Regions from separate parts of the Mus musculus genome. Here region 2 is linked to region 1. The links are chromatin contacts, called in public Hi-C maps. All regions are on one chromosome and are shown on one strand. The core of a region is the stretch at or near the end of the contact, and the rest is flanking DNA. Distances in the headings are between cores, read along the strand shown. Region 1 overlaps Ttc28 (tetratricopeptide repeat domain 28). Region 2 overlaps Ttc28 (tetratricopeptide repeat domain 28).

Region 1 (5,219 bases), core at 681-3,180:
AGACTCACCGGCCTCTGCCTCCCCAGTCCTGGGGTTAAAGGTGCAGTCTTGGCCCCTGTGTCTAAGGGAACGTGTCTCAGGTTGTGTTTATTTATCAATTGGAAAATCTAAATGTTCAAGTGAGTTTGGAGTTTCTTCTTCTCTATAGGCACACGCACAGTTGTTCAGTAGTAGTAATTGCTAGTAGATAAGAACACGATAACACGTCATAGGTTCAATTCTGGAATGCCCCACAAGAAGTTAAGAGGCTTCCCTCTCTTCTTCTCTCCACCTCTCTTCCTCCCTTTTTCTTTGATATTTGATTCCAGATTATTAAGCTCTTAGATTTGGGGGTGGTGGAGCTCTGCAGTATGCTGTGGTCCACATGTAGAGCACCAATGACAATCAAGTTCCCTTAACTTCCCAGCAGGCACTGAGATGGAGTGGTCATGCTGCTGAACGTTTCTGTGACACCCACCTCCCTTTGATGGTGGTACTTTTTTGCTTTTGCTTTTTTTTTTTTTCCTTCTAGACATGGGTCTCACTCTTTAGCCCAGCCTGTGCTGAAACTTAATATGTAGCCAAGGTTGGCCTTGAACTTGTGACAACCCTCTGCCTCTGAAGCTTACAGCAGAAGCCATCATGCCTGGCTGAATACCTGTAATTGTAAGTCTCTGTTGTGGCCTGGTGTTTTATTTCTTCACTCGTCCAAAAATCTGTCTTCTGGAGGGTTCTGGGGGGAGGGAATGCGTGAAGTTCTAAGTAGTTCCAGTGACGTCACTGAGGGTGGAGCTGAGCCCGTTTGATCTGTTATAGCTCCCCTATTCTACTCTCTCAGCATTTTCCTGCCAGTTAATTACACAGCGGCTTAGGGGACAATTCCATAACATGCTGAAGACAGCTTCGCTGAAGGCTGACACACTTTCCTCCTTGGTTACACAGCTAATGGCCACTCAGGGATAATTAGTGAGGAGAAACTCCAACGGTCCAATTACTGTCTTCTCAAGGTTCCCCCCCTTCATTCTTCTTTGCTCAAATCTTGAGAGATTGCCCTCACTGTAGGTATTGCTTGTGTGCTATTTAAAACTGGGTTTTTCTCCGTTCAGTCAGACAAAAGGTAGGAGACCTATATTTAGCATGTGAGGGGAACACCCTGTGAGGAGAAGCTGATGTCCTGCAGTGTGGCCCTGGAGCAAGCAGCATTCGGAGAAGTGGCAGCCAGTATTTTACAGGCCACAGCTATGCCTGGGTTTCAGTTCCTGGGTTAAGACTTGTACCCTGTCCGTGCACTGAAAAGGTTTGAGCTTTTCTTCTCCCGAGTTGCTAGAGCACCCATGGCTTTGTATGGTATGTAGATTAGCAGTCAGATGGGCCATCTTTCTGTCAGGAGATCTTGGCTTGGGGTATTATAGCTTACCAAAGTAATGAAAATGTATGTGCATATGCCTCGGTAGGAAAACCGTGTGAGCACACCCATCGCAGTGTTTGGTAGGTAGAGAGGATGTCTAGCCCTTGTAAACTTCTGAGTCAACTAACCAGGCCATGTGTTGTCTGCTCTTTTGGGAAGTCTGTCCAACAAAAAACACAGTGATTTCATTCTTTTTCCGAAGGTCCATGTGAGCCTTAGGTGCTGCTTAGTGGAACTGGGCAAGCAAACCTCTGTTTCTGAATTTTGTCCAAACAGGGAAAAAATGACTATGTTAAAAGAAATTCCTTTGGGGGGGGGAACCCCTGCCTTCTGGAATTAATATCGTGACTGTGCTGTATAGATGCCACTTGTGTGAATGTTTTCTTTATATATCTTGCCCCGTGAGCGTTTGTTGATGGAGCAGGCGTAATGAAAGCCTGTATCGTAAGGAGTTTGAATCTCTCCTTTCGCTGCCCTCTTCCTGTTTGGTTTAATGTCCCGGCTCCCTCACTCCAGCACTGGGGCTTTCCTAAGGGCCGGGTCAAGGTTAGCAGAGGCTTTCTGAAGTCTTCAAGTGATGGAGTCGAGCCATGCCTTGCAGACGGTCCTCTGGTCTTCAGAGGCAGAGGCGAGGGGCTGCATCCTACATGCAGTGACCATATAAGTGGTGTATGGCGAGGCTCTCAAGGGGCAATATGCATTTGAGGAATTATAAAGCAATATATTTTTTATATAAGACACTTTCAAATCATATTTACCTCTTGGTGGCTGTGGCTTATTATAAATAAATCTGCATGTAATTTTTATTTAAATATTACTTGAGGATAGTTCTAGAATTATGTTGAAAATAGTTTTTGGCCTTCATTTAGTGAAGTGATATTTCCCTTTAAATCTCTGTCATCAATTACTTGTCTTAATAAAAATCACAGCTGCTTACCCACGTGGCTGCTGGGGGAAGTCTTTGCTGCTTTTACTTTAAACTTTTCTGCTACATCTAGTTATTATGCGTGTGCAGGGTCTTGCTGTCTCACACATGACGTCAGAAGGCAGCTCCCTCCTTCCACCACAGGGATCCCAGGGATGGAATTCAGGCTCTGAAGCTTGGCAGCAAGCCCCTTTCCCCGCAGAGCTAAGCCATCTCTGCTTTCCTCGCAGAGCGGAGCCATCTCTGCTTTCCCCGCCGAGCCATCTCTGCTAGCTTCTGAACTTCTTCCATAATGGTTTCTACATTTATCTCAGGGCATTCTATTAATCTGGTATCTTAGTTATCTGGTGTTACTTTTCTGCCACCTAAGGATCTTAGCAAGTACACCGAGGGCATCACTAACCGTTCAAGTACCCCAAGATCGTTCTCTGGCACACCCTATTCTTTTCCTGTGTGATCCCAGGACCCTCCATCCATCTGAAGTGTTCATCTCCAGCTGAACGACTGTTTTGCTTTTCATCTGCTTTTATTTTATGCTGAATTTAATCCTGTGCCATGAGTTTTTGTTTCTTCCGTTTCTTCAGGGATTATCCTCCTCTTCTATGCAGCCTCCTCTTCTGGCTTTGGAACAGTCTGTTCCTTCTTAGTGAGGATCATCTATCTCAGTGTGGCAGGGGGAGCTCATGTATGGGCCAATCCAGCCATGAGCTCTGTAAATTCATCAGCACATATTAGGTGTCGTGTCCACTTGGATGTGTCCGCTGACTAGAGACTCTGCATCTAAGCCCTCACGGTCACCATCACCCTGCATTTTTAAGCGTGTGCAGCAATAAAGTGAAGACAAAGAGTTGAACTTGTTGGTTTGCATGCTTTTATAGGGCTTCCTAGGTCACTGAGTAGTTGAACCATCTTTACAGGTCACCCGTAGCTGCTTGCAGGAAGAGCTAGGGTGGCAGACTTTTAATTAAGCTTGTGAGTTAGATTCTGAGCACTTATTGTACATATTTTACTAGAATATAATTTTAAGTCATTAGTTATGCCTTAATAAAACAAATTATGCACTTAAAATAGTTAGTGAGAATTGACCAATTTTGTCCAAACCTGCTATAAACATTGTATTAATTACTACCTAATGCCCCCATTTATTTTGATTTATTAAGACAGGGTTTCACTATGTAGCCCTGGCTGGCATGGAACTTGCCTTGTAGATCAGGCTGGCCTCTAACTCATAGAGATTTGCCTGTCTTGGCCTCCAGAGTCCTGGGATTTAAAGGCATGTGGTATCCACCACACTTGGCTCTTCCATTTATTTTAAAGGAAAGCGTGTCCTCTTTTTCCCCCCACTCATTTCTATTGTTTGAGACTTTCATACATATCTATCATGGATTTGGATCAATTTCCCCACTCCCTCCCCTAAAGTCCCTCCAACCCCATCCCTTATAGGCCATCCTTCCCCTCCCCTCCCCTCCAGTCCCTCCCATACAGTCAGTTCTTCCCCTCCCTTCCAAACCCTTACCTTCCCTACAGCCCCTCCCCTCTCTTATAGTCCCTCTCCTCCCCTAGAGTCAGTCTCTCCCCTCTCCTACAGCCCCTCCCCTTCCCTACAGTCCCTCCCCTCCCCACTCCTCATGTGAACACAGTTTGCTCTGTTTAAACCCACTGGGCACACAAAGGGTTGCCAGTATGTGCATGATACAGGGCGTCTCCTAGAGCCCGAGTAGCTTCCTATGTCTTTATTTCCAAAGAAAACTAACTCGCCCCCACCCCAGCAGTCATTCCTCAGTCCATTCTGGGGTTTGGTCTGGTCTGATCTTGCATGGCTCTTGCTCATTCTTTCACGACCACCATGATGTCACACACAGGTCCAGCTGTCGGGTCGTATTGGAACACTATGTTTGACTGTAGCCATTCTGCCTCCTCTTCCTTTGATGAACCCTGAAGCTTTGGAGGAGGGGCCATGATAACTGCTGTCCACTGAGAGCTCACCACTGTGCAGGCTTGTACTCTGCGCATTGAATAGTTGTGGGGCTTGGTAATAATATTCATCTTCTGCACAGAGAGGCTTCCCTGATGAGGGTTGAAGGATGTACTGGCCCACACGTGTAATCATAAATCATTAGGAGTCCTTTTCATGCTATGACCCATTAGCAGAATAGTAGTAGTAGATTATTTCTGAGGGCCTATCATGTCTCTAGACAAGGGTTCTTGACACCACCAGCAGTGCCAAACATGGCTTTTGTCTTGTGGAATGGTTCTTAAATCCAGACAGAATGTGGTTGGTCGCCTCATACGTCTGTGCCATTATTGCAACAGTAGGTGTGTCTTGCCAGGCTCGTCACAGTCACTCTCATACTTGACAGTACTCATCGCTCGTGACTGCTTTCCCCCTCTGGCAGCATGTGGAGCATCTTCCCACTGTACAAAAGTGGCCAGCCGGTAGGGGTGAAGGTTCCAGGTTGGTGCCAGCTTGATTTCTCCACGTTTTATGACTCATGGATGTGATGTCTTTGGCAGTAGGATTTTACCATCAAGTTCTGGAGACTAGCCCAGAATAATGGCAGTAGCCTTTAACGCTAGGAGGTCTATGGGGCCCCACTGACTGACAACTCCAAAAGAGCTAAACTGTTGACGATACTGGGTTTTTTCCTTGATAGCCTGTGGTATCTAGGAGGGTCATTGTTCACTGCTGCTACAGGGTAATTCCATTTAAGCTGTGTATGTGTGTATATTTTAGGAAGCTTCTATAGTAACAGGTTTCATGTGGTTTTTTGAAAAGGTCTTTAGTGTTCAGTATCGCTCTCCATACCCCTTCCTCACCCTGCCTTCCCATTCCACATTGCACTCAATCCTTCTTGCTGTTATCCCAATGTTTTTCTCTTATACCCCCTACATTCTATCCCCCTTTTA
Region 2 (5,219 bases), core at 1,250-3,749, 200 kb after region 1:
ACGCCCTGTGAATTGATGAGGAGCGCTTAGCGGGACTGCGGCACTCAGTAAATGGTACTGCTGTTATTACACGCCCATAGATTTGTCTCTTTTAAAATAAGCTTACAGATGTCTGCACTCATCTCAATTAGCAGACTCGAGCAGAGGGCGTTGTCCACTGCCAGCATCTTTGGCTTTCTAGAAGATTCTCACCAAAGAAAGATGACAGTGGCCCCAGCATTCACAGTACAGTCCCAGCTGTCTGAACTCACACTTGGTGAATTCACAGCATCTTCTTGAAAAAGTGTGAAGTGGGAGTGTGGCAGGGGCAGGGGAGGGAGAGGTTGGGGGAGGGGAGGGGTGTAGGGGACATAGGGTGGGAGGCAGCCAGGGACAGAAAACCTGGGTCTAGGTTCCAGACCTGCCCTAGTTTGAATTGTAGCATGGAACTGTGTGGTCTGGGGAGAGTTATATCAGATGTGAAACAAAGTTAAGGAGCTCTGGGTGGCCGTGGTGGTAGACCCAAAGTGCAGGCTCTGTAAACTTGGCAAGGATTGAGATCTCCTGTTCTGGAAGTGAACCTGAGCCACCAGGTTTCTCCCTCATCTGTCCCTTCACTGGGTTTCTAGGTGATGCCAAGGCTGGGATCAGAGTAGTTCTTTGTAAGACAAAACAAAACAACAACAAAACCACAATAGAAAGACTTGAAGATGTTGACTTAGTCAGATGAGAGAACCCAGCTCCTTTTATGTCATGGATTTGCTACAAGTTTTCTTCCAGGCTAGTGAAAAAATAACTTTCTTCCCTTATATGGCTTAAGCCATGAGTCCTTTTTTCCTGTCTCAACATTCTGGACCTTCAGTGTGATCTTGTTTTGTTTGCTTCTAAACATGTTTTGTAATAATCACAAGAGCCACAGTGTTCCCACAAAGTATCTGCTAGCATTCCCTGCCTCAACGCCTGGGAGATCCCCCACAGCTCTGCCTGGCTTACCTGCAGTGTGCCTCGAAGAGGGAAGCCTTCTAAATGGTTGCCAAGTGATAGATTCCCTGTGGGGATAGGAACAGCAGTGCTTCCCAGCAGTGTTGTAACTGACAAGGAGGCCCATGCCATCAAAGTGGCTCAACAGCTTCCTGATATTTATAAGAGATTTCGGTGAAATGGCCACTCCGACCTTTGTGACCATACACACTGACCCATCTGTTGTTAGTCAGCGTTTGTCCATTTGTCTATCTGCTCTCTACCTGTTCTACTTCCCGTCAGTCCTTCAAATAATCTTTGGACACCTGCCATTCTTAGGGACATTCTGCTGCGAGACCAAGCTCAGTGGACTGGGAGACAGGAGACTCTGCTATTGTCTGTTCCACGGGAGGCCACTTGTCTGTGACACCTCCCTCCAGAATGAACCCAAAGGCCAGTGACCCCCTGAGAGTCACCAGGCATGTGCAGATGGCTCAGGTGTATGCACAGTGAGGCGTTTAGGCATCCTTCAAAAGGCCTATTGTGTTGTGGGGACTCTAGAGTGATGGTTCGGATGACGGTGTAGCCGTGTGATGGTTGTTCTGTGGATGGTTAAGGGAGGTAGACAGAGCACGGCATGGAAGTCCTACACCCATCTTCTTCTTTGCCTTTTCTTTGTTCTCTTTTTACGACTCCAGTAACGGGAGTTTTATTACAGCAGTTTGTGTTCTCAGCTCTTTTGCTAAGGCTCTGCATAATTTATGATCTAGATTCCAAAATGTTAGTGAATTGCTCCACCAGAAATAATGGAATGTGACAGCAGTGGATTCCTCATTCTTGGCCCAAATATTTGTGTCTGTGGTTTGCAAGTCATTTCATAGCATGACTGCTGCATTGCTCAAGCTGTTACCAGGATGGATTCTGACAAAGGAAGAGAATTTGGGTGACTATAAAAGCACAAAATGGGTGGGTCAACAGCACTGCACTTATGTGCATAGGGGTTTGGGTGGGGTGGGGAGAGGCCTCCTGCCCTCTCCTCCAGCAGGTGCACTCTATCCCTCAAGCCAGGCAGAAAAGCTGTATTAGGTTTGTGATTTCAACCCCAGCCTCTGTGCTGATTAGCCCCCACTGGGCACCATCCTGCCTGAATAAAGCAGTCATCACAAGAGGCACCCAGGGAAAAACGTCCAGGGTGCAGTGGTGACTGTGAAGCCTCAGGGAAACTCCCGTGCACCAAAGGCACTGTGCTGACCCTTCTTTATTAGGACATCACCCAGCAATGTCAAATGTCAGAGATCTGGAGGCAGAATCTACTATAAATGCAAAAATCACTTAAATGGTGGAGGAGGAGGAGGAGGAGGAAGAGGAGGAGGAGGAGGAGGAGGAGGAGGAGGAGGAGGAGGAGGAGGAGAGGAGAAGAGGAGGAAGAGGAGGAGGAGGAAGAGGAGGAGGAGGAGGAGGAAGAGGAGGTGGAGGAGGAGGAGGAAGAAGAGGAGGAGGAGGAGGAGTCACAGCACAGAAAAGACTGTTCCCTGTGTTGATGTGGCTTTGTTGGTGAGTCACAGGGGCTTAGTGGCCACAGAACTGAATGTCTGAGGCACTGGGAGGTTCGTCTTGGTATTGAATTGTCCTTCCTATGGCAAAAATGAGGCAAAATCATCTGACCAGATTCCTAGACTCCCCCTGAGGCTGGGGCTGACAGGAAACAACAGCTGTAGACTCTGAGGAGGAGCACAGCTCCAGAGCCCTGTTCTAGCAGACAGCTGCTTTTTCTCTGAACAGAACCACCGACAAATCGCCCAGTGACCTGTTCACTCATGGCTGCACCAGCACAGGGATCATGGAAAGGATTACAAAGTGGACGCCTTGGGGCTGAGACACAAACACCACTGCCTGCCCCTTCACTGATTGGCTTTGTATCAACTGTATCTGAGATACATAAAGAGAAAAGGTGGAGAAAGCAACATTCTTCCTGGTGTTTTTCAACAAATACAAGATCTGAAAGATGACAAGGCTGAACAGAGCAACACATGATAGCCGTGATAGGGCTAGTGCAGGGGCATGGTCGAGGACACCCTCTCATACAGAGATGAGTGAGGTCCAGAAAGCTGGTCTTGGGTTGTTAGAATTATTGGTTTACTATGTCCCTATGAAAGACACACAATCCAGATATTTTATTTATAAGCCAAATGTCTAGATTGGGTAGATTGAAGGCTATTCTAATTTATTACCCAGTCATTCAGTCCCTTGTTATTTTGTTTCTCCCTGCAGTGGGAGTCTGGTCCGTGGCAGCTTCCTCTTCAGTGTCTGCCCTCTTCCCTTCCCCAACCTGGAACCTCCTCTGGAACCTCCAGTCCTGTCTTACTCCCTCGAGGCTCTGCCCAATCACAGGCGCTGGCCTTTTATTGACCAGTTGAAATGGGGAGAAGGTTCACATGGCATCTGCTCGTAGGAGGCAACCTCACACTGAGGAACCCGTTTTTAGCTACAGGATGCAAGCAGCGTCAGACCCACTACAGTCTTGGGTTCGAATGCCAACATTGCTCTTTACTCCTTGCTGACCTGTAGAACCACAGTCCTGAGACTTAATAGCAACAATGTTTCATGTTATTTAGTGATAGGACACCTCCTCCTCTTCCCCCTCCTCTTCTGCATTTAAAATATTAATTCCAGTCTTAGATTTTTGGGCCAAGCTAATAAACCCATAATTGAAAAATAATTCCAGTAACTGTTTCTCCAAGTGTAAAAAAAAAATCAAGTCTTAGGAATCTGACCTGAAGAAATGCATATTTCTGATCTATAGGTTTGTTTATATGAATAAGTAAAAGAGCTATAAAGCCATGCCTACTTAGTTATGTATTTAATTAACCTGCCTTTATTGAGAAGATTGCAGCCATTTCTAGAGCGTCTGGGTCATGGGTAGCATGACCGTGCTGTGTGTGTATAGCCTGTGAAATGATTCAGGGACCCCAGAAAGGCAGTGCTAATAGATGGAGCTCTTACTGGGATGCTGTGTGGCACTTGGGTTGACCTACGCCCTCTGAAGGATCGACAGTCTGGAAGCAGATGTTCCAGAGGCTGAGATCGGTGGGTCGGTGTGAACAGTATCAGTTCACAGCAACATTAAAGCCTCTTTAGACAGAGCCATGTGCAGCCCTTTCATCTCTAGGGCCATTTCAGATCACAGGTATATCATTCCCAGCCACCCCCAGGCTGTACCTGCTTTAAGGTTTCCCATCAGAGTCCACCTTGTGCTGATGGGACCTTGTGGCTCTCAACTTTATCTTGACCCCACAGCTACTCTGCACCTGATGGGTAGGGAGGTTACATGGTTGCATGCTGTTTAGGGCGTCCCAAATAGCTGGAGCCACACTCAGATCTCCCCAGGAACAAGAGCTTTTCCTTAGCCACCTTCCTGAACGGTTGCCAAGACATTGCTGGCATGTTGTAGGTGGGTCTTTCTACACAGACCACCTGGTTGAATGTAGTTGGTTTCATGGTCCTAGCCTCTGTGCGTGAAACCACAGATCAGAGGAAGATGGGAAGGAAGCTCAGGGCCAGAAAGCCAAAAGGTTGGGAGGAGAAAGGGACCTTTCTGGGGATATGGGAGGCTCAAGCAATTTAGAGCTTACAGGACTGCAGAGATGGGAGACTGGGACCTCAGCTCAGAGTCAGGAATTTGAACTACAGAGCTGTCTCTCAGCCGGGTGGGGAGGGGCTCCAGGCAAGCAGGCTTCCTCTCCTCCTTCCTGCAGAGGGCACCATCTCACTCAAGTAAGCTTTCATTCAGTGCCCCTGATTCTGACAGCCAACCCCACCCACACTGCTCACTCAAAAACAGACTGTGGTGGGGCATCTGTCTTTGTCCCACAGGCTTGTCTGTCTGTCCTCCCAGGTCCCCCTGAGCTGTAAATGTTCCTCAGAAGCAGGCTTTGTTTTCTGTTACCTCATGCTCCAATCTAGGCTGTTTGCATTTCCTTCCATATTCCCGCCTTGCACACCGCCCCCCTCCCCCAGTCTACCATGTGAGTTGCTTGAGGTTTATTTCCAGCTAGTTTAGCTCATCCCTGTACCCAGCATCAGCCCTTGGGGTCTGTGCATCCCTTAGGACAAGGGGTAGTTCACAGAAGGCAGGGCAGCATCTTGATTCTCACCGTCTTTAATCCCTTTAGATCTCCCATCCCTTCCCAAACTCGGGGAAAGGAAGGAGTGGACGGAAGGACGTGGAGTCTCATGCTTCATGCTTGCTTCTGTGTCTGTGCTTGGGAACCGATGGTCAT

Evidence for each region. Hi-C and Micro-C count contacts between places; a contact is called where the count stands out from the background.
Region 2: a Hi-C map of muscle stem cells shows a contact between it and region 1, with 1.6 times the contacts expected there. The contact joins two enhancer-like sites. A contact is called at or near these places in 9 of 39 promoter capture datasets (the C10 cell line, the HPC-7 cell line, cranial neural crest and 6 more), 4 of 15 datasets of contacts at CTCF or cohesin (CD8 T cells, the NIH/3T3 cell line, large pre-B cells and 1 more), 19 of 484 Hi-C or Micro-C datasets (the N1E-115 cell line, Th1 cells, Th17 cells and 12 more), 10 of 115 datasets of contacts at active chromatin or transcription factors (the NIH/3T3 cell line, PVALB interneurons, differentiating embryonic stem cells and 6 more) and 1 of 9 other capture datasets (embryonic stem cells).

Annotation. Positions count from the first base shown.
Region 1 is chr5:111,005,626-111,010,844 of GRCm38.p6, forward strand. The region is part of intron 2 of Ttc28 (tetratricopeptide repeat domain 28); the gene reads left to right. Among named protein-coding and RNA genes, the nearest start is that of Mir701, 4.1 kb to the left of the region's middle. Within about 2 kb of position 1,931, at least 16 of the 459 cell types and tissues checked have an H3K27ac peak or open chromatin away from gene starts, as enhancers often do. A contact at or near this core is called in embryonic fibroblasts and muscle stem cells, where this site is marked.
Region 2 is chr5:111,203,397-111,208,615 of GRCm38.p6, forward strand. All of the region lies in intron 6 of Ttc28 (tetratricopeptide repeat domain 28), which reads left to right. Among named protein-coding and RNA genes, the nearest start is that of Gm35628, 29 kb to the right of the region's middle. Within about 2 kb of position 2,500, at least 69 of the 459 cell types and tissues checked have an H3K27ac peak or open chromatin away from gene starts, as enhancers often do. A contact at or near this core is called in embryonic fibroblasts and muscle stem cells, where this site is marked.